5 separate regions of the Mus musculus genome follow, and all the other regions are linked to region 5. The links are chromatin contacts, called in public HiCAR-type and promoter capture Hi-C maps. All regions are on one chromosome and are shown on one strand. Each heading gives the region's core, a stretch centred on a gene start, on an enhancer-like site or on the middle of the called end of the contact. The rest is flanking DNA. Distances are from core to core; before and after follow the strand shown. Region 1 holds the start of 0610010F05Rik (RIKEN cDNA 0610010F05 gene). Region 2 holds the start of Papolg (poly(A) polymerase gamma). Region 3 holds the start of Ppp4r3b (protein phosphatase 4 regulatory subunit 3B). Region 4 holds the start of Pus10 (pseudouridylate synthase 10). Region 5 holds the start of Fancl (Fanconi anemia, complementation group L).

Region 1 (4,763 bases), core at 484-2,983, 2.8 Mb after region 5:
GGGCTGCAACAGGCCCTCTGCACATATATTATGGCTTTCAGTTTAGTGTTTTTATGGGATTGCTGTGTGAGCAAGCTGGTCTCTGTCTCTTGTGCTTTCTCTTGTCTCTTTTTCTTCTGTTTGTCCAATTCTGGTGTGTTAATTTTTGTTTTATCTTGTATTTTATTTTATTGTTTAAAAAAAAGAGTAGCCGGGCATGGTGGCGCACACCTTTAATCTCACCACTCGGGAGGCAGAGGCAGGTGGATTTCTGAGTTCGAGGCCAGCCTGGTCTACAGAGTGAGTTCCAGGACAGCCAGGGCTATAAAGAGAAACCCTGTCTCGAAAAACCAAAAAAAAAAAAAAGAAAAGAAAAGAAAAAGTAATTGTATAACCTTCGTAGTGTGCCATGTTGATTAAAGTAGATAACAGATGCATACCTGGCATATATAAATGTTCCATGGATGATAGGCTTCCTTTACTGCATGCATTAATTTGACAAATGAGCCCTTCACAAGTCTGGTTACAAAAACCTGGGCATCACGAAGCATTCATAAAGCAGAAACCGTGGCTTATCTGCTGCCACACTTATCTGACTTGGAGGTCGAAAGCTCTATGTGCAGCCACTGAAGTTCAAGCTGAATGTGAACACATGTTCTCCTGAGAGCAAGACAGGGACCATTCGCTCCCAGCAGGAAGCCTGAGCCTGCGAAATGATCCAAGTGCTTCTCTCACCGTGCTACTCGGAGCTTCGCTGAGGTCTGAGGCCCATTATCAAATGTGGAAGCCTCATTCCTTGGGCATAATTTGGACTCTACCTGCACATTGAGACCACCTCCCCCCAGTGGGAAGGGAGATCTATTTGAGTGGTAGGAGGAAAGCCTTGGCAGATAAGGCGATTGAAGAGAAAACAATAAACAACAACAAAAAACAAACAAACGTTCAACTTCCTCTGGGAAACAAAAAAGAAATGAAGATTTGATCGAAACCATAACATTGAGAGTTACTTATATTCTTTTTGATATACAGCTTACACTGAATACATTGCTCGTTCTCACTGTCTCTGTCTCTGTCTCTGTCTCTCTCTCTCTCTGTCTCTCTCTCTCTCTCTCTCTCTCTCTCTGTCTCTGTCTCTCTCTGCTTGCAAACAGGTTTATTAGTGGACACTGTTTTAGTTTAATCTTGCCAGAACCATGGAGTGATTGCCAACGAAAACTCACATCTGGCCACTAATACATTTCCATCAGTGCTCTAAGACTGAACATCAATCAGCCTTCCAAGTTTAACACTGGAACATTTGCCACACTATATCTGAGAAGTCGCCAGCTTTTCAGTTTACAGTATGTTTCTAAGTCCCAGCCAACGCCCTATCCAATCATATATTTTTTCTGTTGAACCTAAGCAGCTTATAGCAAAATGAGTGACAGGGAAAGATTTATTCTTTTCATTCGAGCTCCCTTTATCTCCCACGTTCAAGATCAAGCGCTGAGGACCTAGTCGCTAAGAGACATGACGCTAAGAGAGTGGGGACGCTGCACTGCGACAGGCCAGAGAGGACGAGCCAGAGAGGGCAGGGTGAAGAGCAGGCTCTGTGCAGCGGTGGGCTGCACTCTGGCACCGCCCGCACCCGCCCACCCGCAGGATCTCGTCGCTCATTGGATGCTCTGCTGCGGCGCTAGCTTGCGATTGGCCCGGGCGCGTCGATCAGGCCCCGCCCCTCGGCGCTCTTGCTGGGCGGCTGGCTAGCGGGCGCAGGCGGGTGCGGCCGCGGCTCGTGAGGCCGCCTCAGCCTGGCGTGTGCGCCGGGTCGCGCCGTTCTGGGCGCGAGCGCGGGCGGTGCTGGCCGCTGCAGGTGACACCGGCGCGGTGAGGGCCGCCGCGGCCCTGTGGAGGTGAGAGAGACGCTGAGAGGCTGGGGCACCCACTCGGAAGCTGGAGTGGGGCGAGGGCCGGGAGCGCCGCTGCCCATCCGGGCGGGCGGACTGGCGGGCGGGCGGGCGGTGCGGGGCCCCGCTGCCCGGAAGCCCGCGGACGCCCGGGCGCTGCCTGCGGCCCCGTCCCGCCGCCGCCCTCGCCTACGCTCTTGGCGACGGAGCCCAGCTTCGGTCGCCGGACTCCGGCCCTCACAGTCCCCGCCAGGCTGCTTTCCGATGCCTTTGTCTGCTCCTCTCCAGCCCGCGCCTCGAGTCGGTGTCCACGCCGCGGAATCCCGGTCCCGAGGACGCGCCGCGCAGGGAGCCTCGGACCCGGGCTTGGAAAGGCTACTTACCCGGGTGGGCAGTGATGTCCGGTCTTTCAGAATCAGAGCCAACCGGCTGGGTCACACGTGTGGATGAGAGTCAGGAAGTCTGTTGTAGATCAGGACTAACAGCCTCCCTCTGCTGTGCCAGAGGCCTTCCACCTGTCCCTGTGACCACCCCCCACCTCCACTCCCTCCTCTGCCTAGGGAAAGATCAAGAGCCCCCTTTTCATTGAAAAATGAAAAGCAGATGCTTGTCCATATGAATAAGCCAAAATAAGGAATAGGTTATGTTCTTTAAAGGTGTAAAATGTTAAAACAATAGAATTTTTATATTTTAGTAAATAATGTTATTTATTTACTAAATATATTATACCTTAAACACTTTTAAAGTATGGTGTCATGCATGAGAGGATAATTTTGAGTTTTAGATATTTTCTTTTGGTCATAGTTTTTTATACGTTTATACCTTTCTCCAGAATGAGATGCATGTGCCAGCTGTTCTAAGACTGTATGTTATTCATACCCTAAAGGAAACATTCTCAGAGATTAGTTTAACTAGAATACACAGTAGTTTTTTTCCCTTGATTGGAAAGATTCAATTGTGTCAACAGAAAAAAAATTCACACCCAAGTTACTTAAATCATCCATTACCACGAATAAATGAGTATTATATTTGAAATATACAAGTTTTTAAGAATTTGATGGAGACATCTTTCTTGTTATTTTAATTAAGTGCTGGGAACTTAGCTCATTTGTGGAGTACACTGCCACCACCACCACCAAAAACAGAAAATAAATTTTAATTAAATATCTGAAAGTTAAAAGTGAAAAAGCAGCACACAAGGGGTCTTTGTCTTGAGTTCTACTTTAAACTGTTTAGTCGCCTTTTCTCCTTTCCAGTGCTGGTTGTCCAACCCAGGGCCTCGCACATCTCCATTCCCATCCTAAACGTCTTCCTAAGGTCCAAACAAATTATAATTAAACACCGCTTTCCAAATCATTTGTCCTCAGGAAAAGGAATGCACACATTACCCATGTAAGCAGAGAACAACATTTTGTTCACTGAAGATTAAGATTCCACATTATTTAATGTGTGTACTTAAATATTCATATAAATTGTAAATCTTCAGCTTGGAGTGGGTTCCAAAAGATACATTGTTTCTTTAAGGCTTTGAGACTTTATTAAGTCAGCAAACATTTTTTGGCACTATCTGTTTTGCTGGGGTTTTTTTTTGTTTGTTTGTTTGTTTTTTTTTGAGGAATCAAAGAGCTGAGTGTGTCTGAACACACTTGAAATCCCTGTGCTCTAAGACGGGAAGATCATGAGTTAGAAGCCAGCCTGGACTACAAAGCCAGACCTACCCCAGGTGGATAAAAATGAAATTCTGTTCTGGGCAGTGCTTTCTAAGGGATTCAACAAAATTCTTGAAAAATTTTATGTCAGTAACAGCCAAAATAGGATAAGGAAAAACAATTGCCATAATAAATTGTGGTGCACATTTTGCATGCCAGACACTGTGCTGGGTACTTTATGGTATTGTTTAATTCTCACAATAATCTTAAAAGTAGTTATTATTTTCCTTATAGCAAGCCCAAGATTGCACTGCTAGAAATGGAGCAGCTTGGTAAGTATTCATAGCCTGTTTTATTGGCAGCATACTTCATGCTATGCTTTGTTATCTTTATGAATCTGTTTAAGAATCTCAGAAGTGCTACTGCTACAGACATCCAGTCCTCACTGTGTCAGGTGATTTTCTTACCAAGGATCACAGAAAGAGAGCACCTATGGTTTGACTTTTGTTTTGCAGATGAGGAAACTGAGACACGGATTATCTGAATTAGACAATATCTTAATGGTAGAACCAAGATATAAAGTTGGACAGTTTGACTTCAGAATCTATACTTGTAACTCGTACATTGTACTGGGCCTTCAGTAAGGTACATCTCAGAAAGCTATAACTTTACAATGCTTAATTTTTTGTGTGTTTCTTTTGTATTTTAGATTTATTCGCTTTTATTTTATGTGTGCCTTGTGTTTGCTTGCTTGCATGTATCTGGATGTACCATATATTTGTCTAGTGCCTATGAAGGCCAAAAGAGGGCATTATAGCCCTGTAACTGGAGTTATAGACAGTTGTAAGAAACCACTTGGTTGCTGGGACCCAAACCCAGGTCCTGTGTGATAACATCAAGTGCTCTTAACTGTTGCTTTTTAATGTTTATGCAGACACATAGGATTGTATTGTTTTAGCTGACATTTGATGCCCTATGACCCTGTTTATATAAACAGCCACCTAGTGGTAATGACTGCTTCTACATTTCTACTCAGTGTGCTATTTTAAATGTCCCAATCCTAGGAAGTATCTTTTGTCTTTACATATCATGTCTCATTTCTCTGGGAGGTGCTTTTATTATCTTCACAAGGTGATCCTTTTTGTTCTCTCTGTACTGTCTGTCATAGGCTTTTAATGTGGCTTGTGATGATGCTAAAACTCAAACCAGACCTTCAGACTCTGGGCACACTGCTCTTGGTCGGTTAGTC
Region 2 (4,102 bases), core at 226-2,725, 2.5 Mb after region 5:
TATGGTTGTGTAGCAAAGTGTTCTTATTAGATACGCATATCAAAGTATTTTTAACGTTTAAAATTGGGACTGTGAATAAGGCTCAGTGGATAAAGCTGTTTGCTGCCAAGTCTGAGGAATCAATTTTGATCCCAGCGACTGAAATGGTGAAAAGGGAGAACAGAACAGACTCTAGAAGTCATCCTCTGACTCCCTGCAGGCTAAAGTAAGTGTACTTTACATTTTTTTCTTAAAGAAAAAGTTCAAGGTTAACGTAAACTTTATTTTAAAGTTCTAGAAGTCACAAAGCTAGCAAATAACAAAGGTGGGTCTGCTTCGAATCAAATCCCAGTCTAGCGACCTCCTGAGCTCCATTTTGTCTTCTCATAACCTACCAAAATCTGTACTCCCAAATCCTGCTAATATACAGAATCCTCTCTTTTAGGAAGCTATTAGTGACTTTCCTCCATGTTTAGATGGTCCTCTTTTGGTCCCCCAATGACAACTGGACCCCATCTGTATTTAAATAGTGTATATATATATTTTCTCATCCACTCGCAATAAACTCTTGAGGATACGAATCTAGTTCCTACAGTGTGTAATACATACTTCTGCAGCAGCAGAATATCACTCATATTTGAAGTTTTTCTCCACCTTTTGATGGGAAAACTCTGAACTTGCTCAGGTCAAACCACAGACCTGCTTTTATGCATCAAACATGGAGCATAAACAAACTGACAGACCAGATTTTCAATAAATACTTTGAGTGAATAAATGAATAATTCAGAAAGTAACCTCCTTTCCCGTGACTGAGTCTCATTCCCCAAACAACCGTGCTTGACTCTTGGGAGAAAAAGACAGGGTTTGAAATTACTTTTATCCTTTAACATTTAAACATTGGTCATTTTCTCCCTCATTTTCACCGTCATAATCACACAGAACATGATTTTCACTATTTGAAAATGTGAGGTTTGGGGGCAGAGCGGTGGAAATCCTTGGGTTTATCTTACGGCTAACTAGTAGCAATTATGTTCAACATCTCAGCTAAATGCCACAAAGTCATAAATTGGGACTTGGAGGTGGTACTCCGAGGGAAAAGAATACAAGTTAAGCTGATTTATTTATAAGCTTTCTTCCCTGGATTGGTTGTGTTAAAGTCGCACCTTCTTGGGTGTGACCCTCGGTGACAAAAATCTTCTCAATGTGTACTTATTAAGTCTATGACTTTAAGATGTGGGATAACGGAAGAGTTAAAATGGTGTTAGGGAAAGCGGTGGTTTTTTTTCTAGATGCTTTTATTGCAGAAACAAGGGGAAATTGACAAATAACCTTCCCAGAGGTTTGCCTGAATTGACAATCCCACAGACCAGGGAGACCTGACACTCTGACAGATGCTTTTGCTGCAAGTCCGCTGAGGTGGGCGGGTCCCGGGAACTCAAGGCTGGGTGGGGGTGTGCCCGAGGGCGGGCCCAGGGCTGCAGGGCGGAGCCGCGGAAGGCGAGAGGCAGCCTGGGAAGTAGCGCCATATTGGCGGTGGCCGCGCTGTATTGTCATAAATAGAGCCGGTTTTGTGGTGTTTTCACTACTCGGTTGAATGCCTCGGCTGTAGAGAGTGGGGAAGTGAGCGAGCTACAAGCGAGCGAAGGGAATTGGACAGAGGAAGGAAGAGAGGGCAAGAACAGGACCCCAAAGCGAAAGACACTCGCTGGAGAGAGACGCAGGAAGCGATGAAAGAGATGTCTGCGTAAGTGGGGGCGGCGGTTGAGGGCGAGGTGGAGAGAGGTGCGCTGAGGTGGGCAGCCCCGGCTTCCAGCCCCTGCGCCTGGCACCCTGCGCAGCCGGCCGGGACCTCTGCTTTCCGCTGCCCTCCACTCCGCAAGGGCATCTCCCCTACCCGGGACTCACCTGGCCGCCCGGCGGGGATTCGGGAGTCGCCGTCAGCCCCCCGCCGCCCGCCTCTGAGGACGCCCCCAGACCAGGATGAGGGGGAAAGGCGCGTGTGGCTGAGGAGAAAAAACGGTCGGTCACTCTCCTGCCCCAGCCGTGTCTGAGCCCGTCTATTCTGTCTGCATTGGCGCAAATACCATCCCCCTGCCTCCCCTCCTCCCGGCCGGACCCGCTATCTTTCAGGTCTTTCGGAGAGGGACTGACCTAGCGGAGCCCCTAGGTTTGCGGTTGCTCCATGAGAAAGGCTAAACCCTCTACCCCGTTCCTTCCCACCGACCCACAATATCTACCGGGCTGTATCTATCCCCTGCTCACACTTTGATAAGTCGGAAGCAGTTTCTGTACTTGTCAAGAATTTATTAGAATTTCTTACCTTTCACTTTATCCGGAAATAATTTCAACGTACAGAAAAATGCACAGAAATACAAAACACCATTTGTGTAGCCACCACCCATTTTTCCCTAAGACTAACATGGGGTGTGTTCTTAGCTCTTTAACCTTTCTTTCTTGAAAAGAAGTCGAGCATTCCAATACATCTGAAGACTCGCCTATCCTTTCTCTGATTGCATTCACGACGCTCTTCCAAGGCCCCAGAGCACTGAGTTTGGTGTTTCTTGTTACTGCATTTTTAATGTTGATAGTACCTATCCCTGTATCCATAAAAACTGTGTACCTGTTTTAAACTGTTTATAGGGTATTTATTATCAGTTACTACTCTGTAGACTGGTTCTTTAGAACATGATCTCTCTGACCTTTTGCTATGTTAATATTTTCATTATTAGTTATTTTTTATTAACTAATGTATTCCGTTTATAAACATAGCCCAGTGTAGTACTTTTAGTGACTATTTTGAGCTATTTAAAAGTTTTTTATAGAATGTCAGTGAGAATTCTATTTACCTATCTTTGTACCTTCAGTAACATTTCTGTAAGGTTTTTTTTTTTTTTCCTTGTAAGTGAAATTCATAACACTTTTTGAGACCTACTTCTTAGAGTTCCTGTTTGGTTTGATTTTATGAAAATCTGTCTGTGCCATGTATTAATCACACACTAATCTTGCTCAGACAACCTTATCTCTCATAGACAGACAGACAGACAGACAGATAGATAGATAGAACTTGAAATAATTAATTGAAGTTTTGTTTGTTCTACAGCAAGATAAAAATGGGAGAGAAATTAGAGTTGGGTTTTTTAAAATACTCCCTTATATTTCATTAAGTCATTTCAAAGGTATATAGGCTGTTTGTTGAGATGAGGTTTCACATGGCCATGAGCTTGCTTCTGCCTCTACCACTTGACTTGTGCCACCAAACCTGGCTAAGCTATCTTATCTTCTCTATTGTCCTTTCTTTCTCCCCATCCTGTAAAACCTCCAGCTGAAAAACATGTTTTAGTTTGTGGACTTACAAGTCACTGCTGTTTTGTTAGTTCGGTTTTTGGTTCAGAGATGGAACTCAGGGCACTACACATGAAACAGTCTGTCACTGAGGTACATCTCCAACCTCAAGGCAATTTTTAAGCATTTAAAATGCAAAAAGAATTAACTACAGTTGTATTTTTGTGGTGTTTACATTTTAAATTGATAAACTTGCACATAATTTGTACAGTGACTAGTTTAAAGCAATTGGCTTGTCCATCACATTTACTGATTACTTATATAAATATGTATACTGTAATTAATTAGTATTTATCACAGTTGCCCTACTGTGCTTAGAATTAATTATAGAGCCAGGCATAACACAGACCTTTAATCCAAACCCCATGAGGCAGAGGCAGGCTGATCTCTGAGTTCAAGTCTGGTAAGTTCCAAGACAGAGTTATATAGTAAGACCCTGTTTCAAGAAGAAAGAAAGAAGTCCTAGTGTCCAGTTATACCTTTCTTTGGTGAGAAGGTATTGCTATGTAGCTCAGGCTTTGAATGTAGATTCTTCTACTTCAGCCTTCTGAATGAAGGGAATAGAGGCATGGGCCTATGTCTGTCCCATTTAACCTCCCTCCTTTCTTCCTCTGTTATTTTTTTTTTAAAGAGCTAATTTACTCATTAAAAGACTGCCTTTTGAGATTATATTCTTACTGTTATGAATAGTTCTTTATGCAAATATGAAGAAAGGTGGTTAGGTTGAGAGTATATACTCATTTTTTCTTTTGCAACAAAATGTACCCCATATCTTTTAGTT
Region 3 (4,224 bases), core at 855-3,354, 2.8 Mb before region 5:
CTTAATGGTAGTAAGTGAACACTCTGAATTTTCTTTTAAGCCATTTCTTTCAAATGTGACTTAGAACAAAAGGTTTAGTGCATATAGAACAGACCTGGCTTACTTTAAAGATCAAAGAATACATTGTATTGCAATACAAACAGTGGCTCAATTAAAAACCAACATTAAATCACCAATATAAAAACTGCTTTTCAGTCTGAAACTCTCAAACTGAAGGAAAATATATATGGTTCCTAATTTTAGTTACCAAACTTTTTTTCTTGTCTGGAAAATATTCCCATCTTTGTCACATAAATAATACATCCTGGATCACAGATGAAGTTTTCAAATTAAAGATAAACAACTACTTGCCTGCTGTTTCTGATATGCAGTGTTTGGATTTATCTTTGACTCTAAGAGTAGCGATCCTGAAAGAGTAAAAAAAAAAAAAGTCTGAAATTATAAAACCTTCAGTAGCACACATCTAGTAAGCATTTCATGTCTTCTCACCAGATGAACATCTGAAGCTACAAATGTATTTTAATTCATATTTTCTAAATAAAGACTACATGGTTAACTTAGACTGTTTCATCCTACCTCCATATGTCCTCAGAAGGAAGGAAATGTGAAATCAATATTCAGACTATGAGGTAACTAAAACCTTTAAGGTCTAATTGACCATTTGAAGACTAAACTTTAACAAAAGCTGTTTCACTGAATTTCCTGTCTAACAAAACAAATTACAAGGACCCCAGAGAGACTTACCATACAAATGATATTTATCCTTTTCCTTTGACAAACCCTCCTCTTCATAATGTAGAAATAAATGCCTCTTAACTCCTAATGAGGGACTCTGCACTAGTACAACATTTGCCCAAAATGATCTAAGATTGCTATTCTTTTATTTCTTGAATGCATTAGCTGTTCCAGTTGGGCAGCTCTTGAGTATATATAAGTAGTAGCTTTTTTATTATGGCTGTCAGTTTTTAATATTAAAATGGTTTCTATGAATTCTGCAATCAACAAATACAACTTCACAGTCCGCTTTAGTTTTCTAACTTGCCGAGATTGTGGAACCCACTTTTTCACTCCCTACAACGGCAGCCTTGGAGGGATCAATCAATAAATATGTACGTGCTTGTGTGTTTCGTGGCAACAGTCTGTAGTAACTCCAAGAGAAAGTCCGTTTTAGTTTTCCCCAGCACCTGGCGATTGGAACAACTGAAACTTGTTTTTAAGGCAGAGTTTCTCTAAACCTTTTATGCTACATAGGTACAACCGACAGGACTGTACCTAAAGCGGCTCGGGAGTCGGGGGTCATCTCATGGGCGATATTCCTACCTGGTCTTCTACTGACTTCCCACTCATACATTCTAAACCTCAACTACCGGGTTGGGATGGGGGGGTGGGGGGGGGGGGAGAAGGAGTCAAATCCTCAATAGGGATGGAGGCGGAGAACTGCGAGTTCACGTCTGACAGAGAGTAAATCCAGGCCCAGCAGTTTGTTTTTATCGTAAAGAAGGGCAGGCTCAAGACCAATGCGCTGTCCCTAGTGGTGCTAGTCAGAATACAGTACCGGAGCGCAGCGCTTAACCCTCAGGTTGTGCCGCAACCGATGCACTATCCCCTACCCCACCGTTCCAATACCCTTACCGTCGGACTCGGCACGAACCAGCAGCGACATCCCCTTGAGCTCCTCTACGTAAGTGGAGGAGACGTGCCCGGTGCCTCGGTCGTCCCATTGCCGGTCTTCGTTAAGGGTATAGACCTTCACTCGCCTCCGTGTATCCGACATGGTGGCTTCTGGCCCCACCGTTCCAGCCGCCACCTCCTCGCTCACCTCGCCGGTATCCCTCACTCTTGAGAGCCGGTAGTGGCGGCAGCGGCGGTGGTGGCAGCGACTCTGGAGAGGCCCGAGTTTACCATGGCTCTAAAGGTTTAGCCGCGAGAAGGGGTGACCAGAGCCACCGAGAGCCCTCCGCTCGTGGTCTCCGCTACCCCTCCCTTCACCGCGGCGCACAACCACTCTCCCTTCCTTTTGCGTCCCGGAGCTCGCTCGCTCTCCCGCTGCCGCCGCCCGCCGCGGTTACTACTACAGATCCGCCATCTTGTAACCCGACTCTCTGCCTTTCTCTTCCTCTTCCAGCAGGTTCGTACGGGCTGCCCTAGCAGGGGCTACGGCGGCCGACGAGCCCAACGCACAGTACCTTTACCTCCGAACACACTTCCGGAGAGTCAGACCTCGGCGATCTCGCGAGGAGTGCGCCGCCGAGGTGAGCCGGCCAAGGAGGGACTTCCTCCTCTTTCGGCCCCGCTTCCTGATTCGGGAATCTCAGTTGGGCGGGGAAGTCCCGCGAGCTTTTCTACCTGCGCCGGGAGGAAGCGTGTGTAGAAGGTTGCCTTGGCGATGGAGTTGCCGAGTTGTTCTTCGGGATTTGTAGGGCTGATGTTGGTCATGTGGCGGGTTGTCAACTCTGGACTTGCTCTCAGCAGAACAGAGCCAGGCTGAGAAGTCCGAATGCGTGCACAGGACTAGAGTGAAGCCAAGTGTAGGGACTCAGGCTGACAGCCCGAAAAGGACTGAGACGGGGTGAGGGTGTTCGAGTCATTCGTGAAGACGATGGGAGGTCGAGCCTTCACCCACTAAAATCCGTTATAGAATCTGCGAGGCTTCTGCCGGGAAGGTGTTCCATGGCCACGATGAGCAGTGGGCGATCTAATGTTCCACAAACGCGTTGACAGTTCCTATTTCCCGCCGAAGCGTTCTTCCGTTAGCCGGGTACCACGGACCATTAAAAGGTTCAGAGAGACCGGCGGCAGCGACGAGGCAAGCACAGGCGTACAGCCTCACAATCCTCGGGGAGCTCTCAGCTTCATGTGCCGCAAGAACGGTTTCCAGCGTGAAGTTAACGTCGCTCAGAGCGTGACGCTCGCCCGAAGGCATCCGCTCCCAGCGTAGTTCTGCCGCCTCTCCGTTCTCTTATATGGTCCCTCAACTCTTGGCTCTAACCTGAAAGGTGAACACGGGGCAGGTGCACATGTTGATCCCGCGGTGTATTTCGGGAGTTGTAGTCATCACCATGCTTGTCAAAGTGTGCTTATGATTTGACGAGGTTAGGCGGCAACTCATGTTTAAAAGGGTGTCTTATGTACATAGTCGCTTGATTGAAAAGGATTTCAAAATTTGAACTATCATTGCGATTCTTTAAATGTATGAGGGACCAAGAAAATTAGCCTGGTCTGCTGTCATTTGCCTGTAACGACTGCATATGGAAATTGCAGCCTATGGTATGTAACAGGATTCTGCCTATGATAAAAGGACGTGAATCACTATACATAAGTCCCTGATAATCTGTGACTGATATGGACAAAATGTACTTTGAACCAGGGAAAATATGACTTGTTTGGGGAAGGCCATAGAAAGCTTTCCAGAGTCAGTGTTTTAGCCCAATGTTAGAGGACACCCAAGGATTTGTCTAAGCATCCTTTTCATTGCCCACTCTAAAGGAGAAAAGAACGTTGGCAAGAGCACTGGATAGATCCTGGAAGCCCACTCAGCCTTTAGGACAGAAATTTCAGGTGCCCAGAGCATTCTCTGTAGAATGTTTTGGTCAGGGTCCATCCAGCTTATGCTGTAGTCTGGAAGCATCACTGTGCCATAGCCATACCTTCCCCCAGAGTCTTTTACAAGGAAACTACAACTCCAAAAGGTTGTAGCCCAAATGAGCCCCTGATGTCCTTGATCTTTACAAGTAATACCTTTATATGTGAAAAAATTAAAATGGCAAAGAACTTCTGCAATGCAAGGTAAGTCTCTTCAGCTCCCGCTTCCCGCTATTCTCCAGAAAACAGTGACTATATCACTCCCCACTAGATCCCCTCTCATTCTCACTGTGTGTGAGGTTAGACTGGGGGCAGTTCCTTGGTGTGTGTCCTATACATTTGTACATTTGATTTAATGCTGCTATCATCATCTAAAAATGTTAAGTAATTTTTGAACATTGTTTTCTTTCCACTAGGTTTTATGCTGTATTTTGTTTTAGAAATAGTTTAGCATGTGCAAATGTGTGTGTAAATATACTGTAGTTGTCTTTTGATGATTTAAATGACTGTTTCCAGGACTCAAATCCATCCCAATATCTGTATGATGAAGTCTTTCATATAAAATGGCATATGTTTTGCTTATAACCTATAAGGTCCTGCAGAATAATTTGTATCATTTTTGGATTATATTACTATAATACT
Region 4 (4,130 bases), core at 235-2,734, 2.7 Mb after region 5:
AAAGCTAGTGACATTCATTCCAAACTATAAAAAAACATTCTTTAATTTAAAAAGAATATACCTTGGATGGGTGTTTGTAAGGTGCGGGAAGATCCACACCACAGAATCTTAAGATGCATCTTGGACAGGTGCCAGAACTGAACAACAGCTGTGCCACGTGCTTGTTCTCCTCAGTCAGTGGAAGCATACTAGAAGAAACTAAAATGAGCACTTTCAGTATTCTACAGCTACGTGCTGTATTTATGTCCTTAAAAAGAAAAGCTTTCATTTGAAAAATTCTATTTTGTACCCTTCAAATACTGCTTGTCATATCTATATTCTAAAATATGAACTTGACTAAGTGAGTATGTGGATTACAGGGGAGAGGAACAAAGAAAGACAAGCTTGCTCTGGACATGACATTAAAAACTTTCCGATTCCGGGACTTGGGACCACTCAGGGTTGCCTGTGTAAACCTTTCAAGGAAGTACTTACAATATGGGAATATACTCTATTAAAGAAAAAAAAATCAAGAAACTCCATGTGGCCAAGTATTTATTTCAGTTTCATAATCCCGTCTATCAGTTCACTTAACCTATTAATTTAATGTTAAGTAAAGAGTCTATGAGGAGTTGGAAATAATTATGTAAAAATGCATCTTCTTGCCAGGTGTAAGCGCTCACGCTTATAATTTCAGTACACAAGAAACAAGAAGATCTCCATGAGTTCAAAGCTAACCTAGGCTAAATAGAGAATCAAAGCCAGCGGGGGAGAGGGGGGTAGCTGAAACAGTCTTGAGTTTCACACCATAAGATCTTTTTTAATGCATTTCCTCCTGCACAGGCATAGTTCGTCCTCTGGCATGGGAGTAGGGGAAAGGTAAGGGGAAAGCTCTGTTCTGGCCAAACAAGCCCTTAACTCTATGTGCTGAGGTTCTAGAAACTTACCACTCACTCCACCTGACTAACAAACAAAAGGGACTGCAGCTACGCCTCTTCGACACCCAGTCCCTAACCCCTCACCTCGTACTTCCTAGGCCTTACCTTCTCCCAAGATGCCGCAGCCGAGTCTTAACCCTTTTCGGCCCTGGGTGGGAACGGGGAAGAGTAAAGACAGCGCACCTACTGCGCTCAGCCGTTGTGTTCCCCAAGAAAACCAGAGCTTTACAACGAAAGTACCAGGCCCCTCACGAGAGGAATGCAGGAACCCCCTCGTCTTACACGGTGACCTGTAAGGCTGTCCGCCTGGCAGCCTGCACTCCCCCTAGCTCTACGAACGAAAGACTGCGAGGGGCTTTACTGCTAGCCTTAAAGGGTCGGCCGGCAAAGGAGCCTCCGACGGACTCGGCACCTAGGTCGTAGTAGCTGCTGCCAGAAACGTCGATGAGCCCCTACTCAAATTTGAAACCCAGACTAGGGAAAAGAAAGAGGGACGTCCCGCTCTCCCGACTCCCGACCCCCTCCCACACCCCAGCAAATTAGCTGTTCCCTTCCTCCTTCCTCCAGCTTCGCCTGACCACACGCCTTGGCCTGACGTCAGGCGTGGGCGGGGCGGAGGGCTCGGTGTTCTGCCTGTCGTGCCTGGCAAGCGAGGCGCTCCTTCACCCAGCCGTCGCAGTCGCTTCCCTGAGCCGGAGCGGAGCTGGCGGAGAGATGGCCTCCCAGCCGCCGCCGCCCCCCAAACCCTGGGAGTCTCGCAGAATTCCCGGGGCCGGCCCCGGGCCGGGCTCCGGCCCCGGCCCCACTTACCAGTGAGTGTGAGGTGTTTGGGCCGCGACTTTGGAGGCCAGAGCGGGGACTTGGCAGGAGGCGGTTGAAGCCGTTATTGGGGGGAGGCGTCGCTTCCCGCTGCCGGCCCGGGGCGAGTGCAGAGCGGGTCTGGAGTCTGCTGGCTGTACGACCGCCCGTTCTTCCCCCGGGCGCCCCGCCGGCCCCACGGATGCAGGAGCTAGAAAGAAAAGCGGCGCTTCCCTGCCTTTTCGCTTTTGCGGGACATGGGGGGGCGGGACAGCCTGACCCGCTTCAAAGCGACGAGCTTGGGTCTGCTGCCGAGCGCGACGTTGGCCCAGCCAGGACAAGGATAGAGAGCAAAAGTCATGGAAAAGCTTTACAGCCTCTCCAGAAGTTGGTTGAACGACCCAAAGGTCACGTTTACGCAACATGGAATCCAAGCTCTTACCCTTGGCTTTCTTTTCTAGCATAACTTAACGTTTAGGTTGAGGGTTGAAAGAATTCTAAGACAGGAATTCGAGGTCTGTGGGTAGCCTTTGTGTACAAAATTGTGTGTGTGACTGTCGTCTAAGGCCTATAAAGTTTTTATTTGCTTTGATTTAAATCAGTAACAAATGGGTCTGCAACTTTTAAAAATTTAAAACAGAATTAGAGTTTCAGGAACCTGTGTTTTCTTTGGATAAATAGATACCTTAATCCAGGCGACATGATTTCAGAGCAAGTTTGTACGTTTTCCTGGCGCGTAAAAATCTCTGTACGTTGGAGTACTTTTCTCTTATTGGAAAATCTGGTGCTCTTTTAAAAGTACTAAAACACTTGGGCACAGTAACTAATAGATACAATTAGAGTGATAAGCTGTATTTTTCGTGTTAAAGCAACACTTATTGGTGATACTTTCATTAGAATGTTTCTAAGTGTGTTCTTTGCTATCCCGTTAAACTTCTCTGAACATTACTTAGCCTTCTGGGTTTGTTGTTGTTTTGTTGTATGTGCCTTAAATTTTATGATTGTTTTCTGTACCTGTTTATATTTGTTTTACTAATGGTATGCAATTATGGGTTATTCCATTAATGTTGAACTTATCTTGCATTTTTAAATGAACCTACTTAGCTTCCTTTTTTTAATATACTGTCCTGGATTCTGTATTATTTTAAGATTTATGTTCCTATGTGATATTGGATTCCTTTTTTAAATTATACTTTTGTCTTTATATCAGTTTTTTAATGAGAAAATTTTGCACTGAAAATTTTTTTATTGAAAAGTTAACATTTTATTTCTTTAGGTAGATGATTTTTCTCTTTAAGATTTTATTGGGGCTGGCTGGAAAGATGACTCAGCAGTTAAGAGCACTGACTGCTCTTCCAGAGGTCTGGAGTTCAATTCCCAGCAACAGCATGGTGGCTCACAACCATGAGTTGTGATCCAAGAAGGCATGAGATCCAATGCCTTCTTCTGGTGTGTCTGAAGATAGCTATATATTGAAAATAAAATAAATAAACCAAAAAAAAGAAAAAAAAGATTTTATATAATACCTAGGTCCTCTGTGATATAACTATACACGTATAATCTGTATTTTTCCATCCATTTCAGTACCTACAGTATGCAGTACTCAAAGTATTTAAGAAATCACTTATTCATTTCTCTTTTTTTTTCTGTCTTTTATTCCTTTCTTTCTGTGTGTCTTTCTTTCTTTCTTCCTAGACAGATGTCTTGCCAGAGAGACAGGGTAGCCTTGAGCTCCCAGTGGTCTTTCTACCTAAACTTCCGCAGTGTTGGGACTTACAGGCAATCGCCTTCTGAATTTTTCTTAACTCACCAAAGTTTTTAACATAATTATACCTTTAAATATTGTTTGAACACTCATCTTCAAACCAGTGGTTCTCAATCTTCCTAATGCTACAACCCTTTAATACAGTTTTTCATGTTATGGTGACCTCAATCATAAAATTATTTTTGTTGCTACTTCATAAATATAATTTTGCTACTGTTAGGAATCATAATGTAAATATTTTTGGAGATAAAAGGTTGCCAAGAGGGTTATGACCACAGGCTAAGAACCTCTAAACATTGTATCTGGTACAAGAAGCATTATCTAATGTGCTTTGAACTGTAAAAATGCCTACTGTTGTTAGCAAGGAATCTAGAGATCATCTGTCTTAACATCAAGAGACCTAATTTTGTTCCTGGCTTTTTGCTTTTGGTAGCTTTTTGATAATTTCAGTCATTTCTTATTCTTGCCTAAAAATGTCCCCACCCTGAACCACTGCCAGCTGCTTTCACTATTTTTCTGATTGTTTGACGTAGGTTGGTTGGTTGGTTGTTTTTCAGCATTGAACTACTTTAGGCTTCTATATGCATTTTTATTCTGAGTAGGAGTTGTAGGAATACTTAGGTCTGACTTTGGTATCTTTCATGAATTTC
Region 5 (4,244 bases), core at 386-2,885:
AAACACAGACTAAGAACTGCTCCAAAAGAAGAGATAAGATAATTAAATACTCCATGAAATTTTACACCGCATAGCAGTTGTAGTAACTGTACTGAGGTTAGGTTTGAGTGGACCCTTGTTTTATGAAATGAGTGCTAAATTATTTAGAGATAAAACAGCAAGAAACGTATCTATGATTTAATCTCAAAGGGTAAGGTAAGTGTGTGCACAGGACCAACCACAATCACACTCAGGATAAAATCAGTTGTGCTGGATAGCTTTTAGACAGTGCTTAAGACTCAAAGGCATGCTTAAGGAATAAAAAATTAGAAATTACCTACATCGAAGGCTAACGTATTTCCGGTCTAATCTTATGGCTATAATTGTTTTCTAAAGTGCTATTGGAGATACAGACAAGTGATGTGAAACACTTGTTTCTGCCTGTCCTGTGCAACACTTGCCTGGCATGTGAATGGCTGCAGGTTCAATTCCCAGAACAGATGTGCACATGCATGCGCACAAATTCATTCTCTCTCTCTCTCTCTCTCTCTCTCTCTCTCTCTCTCTCTCTCACGTTTCTGAATGTTTCTGTAAATGTGAAAAACATTTTAACTGGATATTTCAACAGTTAAGCAAAAGGTGGCTAACTCATTTCCATCTATAATAAATTTTAGCCATTCTTTAAAGGTTCACATGGTTTGAAAATCCCTAAGGAAGTCCATGCTTCCTGTGTGTATATTTATCACAGAGAATTTTCTTAACTCCCAGGAATGTTTAGGGACAAGTGTTACTATTTAGAAAATCTGGTATCTGCTCAGCATTCTAGAGGTTGTTGCTTCAACACACGTGGAAATTAATGACTCCTGTCATTAAAGGGCAAGTTACACGTAGCTGAGTTTAATATTCAGAGGAAAAGTCCATAGTCAAAATCTTAAATTAAGGTAATTTGTTGTACCATGGGGGGGGGGGGGGGGGGGCCCGCTGGGGTGAGATTTTCTAAACAGTAAGAGTTTCAGAGGTAACTGACACCATCATAGTCAAGGTAGTCTCTCTAGATTTCCCAGGATCTGATTTCAACTATAAAATAATGGGGTTTGGATTTTTCTGTTTGTGTAGGTTCGGCTTAATAGTGGACCCTGAGTGCTCTATAAATCAAAATCGTAAGTGTAGTAACACACCGCCGTGATGAACTCTGGTTAAGACCTACAGAACTGCACCTCCCTCTTCCACCACCAGCCAGGCACCGGCGAGCCGCCCCGCCCACCCTGTGTCGCGCGGCGTCGCCACCTAGCGACCGCGCATGCGCAGAGTATCGGCGCTACTTCTCCAGGCTCTGCTACACTCTCCCAGCCAGGCAGCCGGAGACGCCGCGGTCAGGCTTTGCCACGAGTGACAGGCTCTCGCGCGACAGAACGACCCCTCAGGGTACCTGAGCCGAAATGAATCCCTCATACACAGTTTTCTCCCGGTTCTGAGGAAGTAGCAGCGGGAAATGGCGCAACAGGCTTGCTTCTGCTTCGTCCATGGCGCACAGGAATGGCCGCCGCACATGCGCAGTCTGCAAAGGGACGGGGCGGAAACCCGCTTCGGCGGGAAAAACTAACTGGTGGGTACGCTGCCCTGACCTGGACAATGAACTGGGCCAACTGGTCTGCTTAGTAGCAGGAGAAAGCAGGAGAAAGGAAGATCACTCACAAGTCCACAGGCCTGACGGTTCAGGATTATTCTGACCTTGACTGTCAAAAAATAAAACTAGCAAAATCCTCTTGTTGATTTCATTGAAGACTGATGCAACTCCAAAGCTGACTTTCCTACTTTGACAGGGCATTTACAGTGTGCCCATAGCATACTGTTTTTACCCTGAACCTGCCCCATCACCTCTCCTGTTCTTGCGTTTGCTCTGGACTAGATCTCCTGTATACTCCCAGTATACCCTTCAACCAAATGCATATGTAAATAAATTGTACATTCAATACATCATGTATATTGTATGCTGATTCAGTGTTGTACTGTTTTTAATTAGATATATTTAAAGGAAGCCCATAGAAATTGTGAGAGATTCAATTTATTCTTGAGGTGGTAGACTGACAAAATTTCCTATACATTCTGGTAACTTAGAAATGGTTACTCATTCACTCATTTCTAAATATAGATTTAAGAAAACGTGGGGGGAGGGGGTGTTGATTGTGTAAGAAACTTGTTAATAGTTACCATATGATAATTTGGCATTAGAATAAGTCACTTTTGATTCTACTATTTTTAAGATCACTGTAATATGTTAGTAAGTAAGATTGTGCAAAGATGAATAAGATATTCTTCCTATTCTTATTGCCCTCATTGAAGATTGGATTTTAAAAGATTAATAGATTGGCAGAATTTGTCACAATATTCTGAATGCTTGAAGAACACAAGAATGTTGTACTTGTTACACTAAGACTGTGGTTCGCAACCTTCTTAGTGACCCCCCCCAACCATAAAATTATGTTGTTGCTTCTTTGTAACCGTAATTTTGCTACTGTTATGAATCACAATTTAAGTGTTTTTGGAGAACCAGTATGATAAGACTTTCTCAAAATGTGACTCAGATTGCAGTGTTGTCAGCACTAAAAAAAAAAAAAAAAAAAAAAGGTACACAACTTTATACAAGTGTTACAGCTCTGAGGAGAAAGGTTTCCCCAATGCAAGTGTTGCAACTCTGAGGAGAAAGGTATCCTGGCAGTCTGGAGCCAAAGAATATTACACAATCCCACAATACAACAGACCTCACACAAGAAGATTATTAGAAAAAATACAGGAGGATGGCTGCATCTGCTTGGGGAAAAAGCAGCAAAGAACTAAGCTAGAAACAGGCTTTACACAGGGATTCTTTGGGAGTTTTTCAGGGTGGGGATTGGTGGGACTCCAAGTTTGAGTTTTAGGCTATCTCAGGGATTGGTGGGTTTTCAAGCAAAGGGATTGGTAAGTGAGCTAGGACACTTTTTTTTACCATACAATTAAGGAAACAAAAGTTTACCACTGAGGGATTCGGGGCATACAACCTTGGCATTTGAATAAACAACAAAACCTAGATCAATCCAATCACCTCTGGCCCCCCACAGCAGCTCCTGAAATACTCACTTCAGATTGCCTTCTTTATGCCTGGAATAAACAACTCTCCCTGACTCTGAAGAGGCAAGGACAGGGAAAAGAAGCTACATATGAATTGCTAAAATTGCCCCAGTTTGTAACTATTAGATCATACCTCCTTAGTATAGTCATACTGTCTTATTAAAAAAAAAAAAAAAAAAAAAAAAAGGTTTCTATGTTGCATTGAATCTCAGTTTGTTAGTTTTATATGCCATAGAAATTGTACTAAACAAATTTTATGCTTTTGTTAATTTGTCTGAAAATTTATGTACTCTTTTATTTTTCTGGATTTTCATCATGTATCATTTTAACCCAGCATTAATTCCTCATGTCCTCCTAAAGTGTCTGAAATAGAATTTTTTTCTCAGCTCATGCTAAATAGAAATGAAATGCAAAAGAAAACAACTTTACCCATGGGAAACTTGTACAACGTTTTAAAGGCTTTTTTACTGTTTAACTTATTGAAAAAAAGATGCTACTGTGGTACTTGATCTAGCAGCTACTGTTCTTTGGGTTAGATAGAGTCTTGTGTTTGGTTTGTTTGTTTGTTTGTTTGTTTGTTTGTTTGTTTGTTTTGCTGTGTACTGGGAACATCAAAGTTTTCTTTATATTCTCTCAAGAGATGTGCTATAGTTTTATTTATTTTTAGCACAATGTACATTGACTTAGCATCTGTCTCCTTACCATGGAATAATGGGACACTTGAGTGCTCGTCAACATAAGTGATTATTTTTATAGTGAATATACCTAAGAGACATTGAACTTAAACAGGATATTAGGAGACCTGTAAGCTCCAGCTTACAGATGATTCTTTCTTACATTCACAAAAGTAATTCTTCACCATTGAAATTTCTTCTCTCAGGGAGCTCAATAAAGGTCATCAAATCCAAGACATATGTGGGTAAAAGAGTCCCATAGACCTAGCACTTGTAAATAGCTAATCAGAACTGGCAAGATACCCAGTGAGATAGACGAAAACTGTGGAGCAACTTCTGAAAGTAGCTGAAATGTCTATAAATGCTCAAATGGCTCAGCAGACATTCATATACAGCATCCCAGTACAGTACTGGAAATGATATTGCCTTCCATGTAAATGATGAAGGGGTTCGTGCAAATCAATCAAGGGAAACTCAAGATGA

Evidence for each region. Promoter capture Hi-C pulls out the DNA fragments that hold promoters and counts their contacts. HiCAR-type assays count read pairs that join an accessible place to other places. Capture Hi-C pulls out chosen DNA fragments and counts their contacts.
Region 1: a contact with region 5 is called in a promoter capture Hi-C map of adipose tissue, with 4 times the contacts expected there. The contact joins the promoter of 0610010F05Rik here to the promoter of Fancl in region 5. A contact is called at or near these places in 1 of 39 promoter capture datasets (pre-B cells) and 2 of 9 other capture datasets (adipose tissue and liver).
Region 2: a contact with region 5 is called in a promoter capture Hi-C map of pre-B cells, with 4 times the contacts expected there. The contact joins the promoter of Papolg here to the promoter of Fancl in region 5. A contact is called at or near these places in 5 of 39 promoter capture datasets (the C10 cell line, cranial neural crest, embryonic stem cells and 2 more), 1 of 115 datasets of contacts at active chromatin or transcription factors (astrocytes) and 2 of 9 other capture datasets (adipose tissue and liver).
Region 3: a contact with region 5 is called in a HiCAR-type map of astrocytes, with 3 times the contacts expected there. The contact joins the promoter of Ppp4r3b here to the promoter of Fancl in region 5. A contact is called at or near these places in 1 of 39 promoter capture datasets (the C10 cell line), 1 of 115 datasets of contacts at active chromatin or transcription factors (astrocytes) and 1 of 9 other capture datasets (adipose tissue).
Region 4: a contact with region 5 is called in a promoter capture Hi-C map of pre-B cells, with 6 times the contacts expected there. The contact joins the promoter of Pus10 here to the promoter of Fancl in region 5. A contact is called at or near these places in 6 of 39 promoter capture datasets (the 3T3-L1 cell line, cranial neural crest, hippocampal neurons and 2 more), 1 of 115 datasets of contacts at active chromatin or transcription factors (astrocytes) and 2 of 9 other capture datasets (adipose tissue and liver).

What each region holds. Positions count from the first base shown.
Region 1 is chr11:23,630,601-23,635,363 of GRCm38.p6, reverse strand. 0610010F05Rik (RIKEN cDNA 0610010F05 gene) reads left to right here and starts at 1,733. Exons shown (of 22, transcript NM_027860.3): 1 at 1,733-1,871; 2 at 4,030-4,159.
Region 2 is chr11:23,892,643-23,896,744 of GRCm38.p6, reverse strand. Papolg (poly(A) polymerase gamma) reads left to right here and starts at 1,475. Exons shown (of 22, transcript NM_172555.2): 1 at 1,475-1,723. The coding sequence starts at 1,707. Gm12061 (a long non-coding RNA gene) reads right to left here and starts at 2,493. Exons shown (of 4, transcript XR_872317.3): 1 at 2,300-2,493; 2 at 1,885-1,982.
Region 3 is chr11:29,170,856-29,175,079 of GRCm38.p6, reverse strand. Ppp4r3b (protein phosphatase 4 regulatory subunit 3B) reads right to left here and starts at 2,104. Exons shown (of 16, transcript NM_134034.3): 1 at 1,633-2,104; 2 at 352-407. The coding sequence starts at 1,774.
Region 4 is chr11:23,663,346-23,667,475 of GRCm38.p6, reverse strand. Pus10 (pseudouridylate synthase 10) reads right to left here and starts at 1,484. Exons shown (of 18, transcript NM_028304.3): 1 at 1,023-1,484; 2 at 62-198. The coding sequence starts at 187. Pex13 (peroxisomal biogenesis factor 13) reads left to right here and starts at 1,593. Exons shown (of 4, transcript NM_023651.5): 1 at 1,593-1,729. The coding sequence starts at 1,632.
Region 5 is chr11:26,384,475-26,388,718 of GRCm38.p6, reverse strand. Fancl (Fanconi anemia, complementation group L) reads right to left here and starts at 1,635. Exons shown (of 14, transcript NM_025923.3): 1 at 1,409-1,635. The coding sequence starts at 1,504. It also overlaps the pseudogene Gm18324.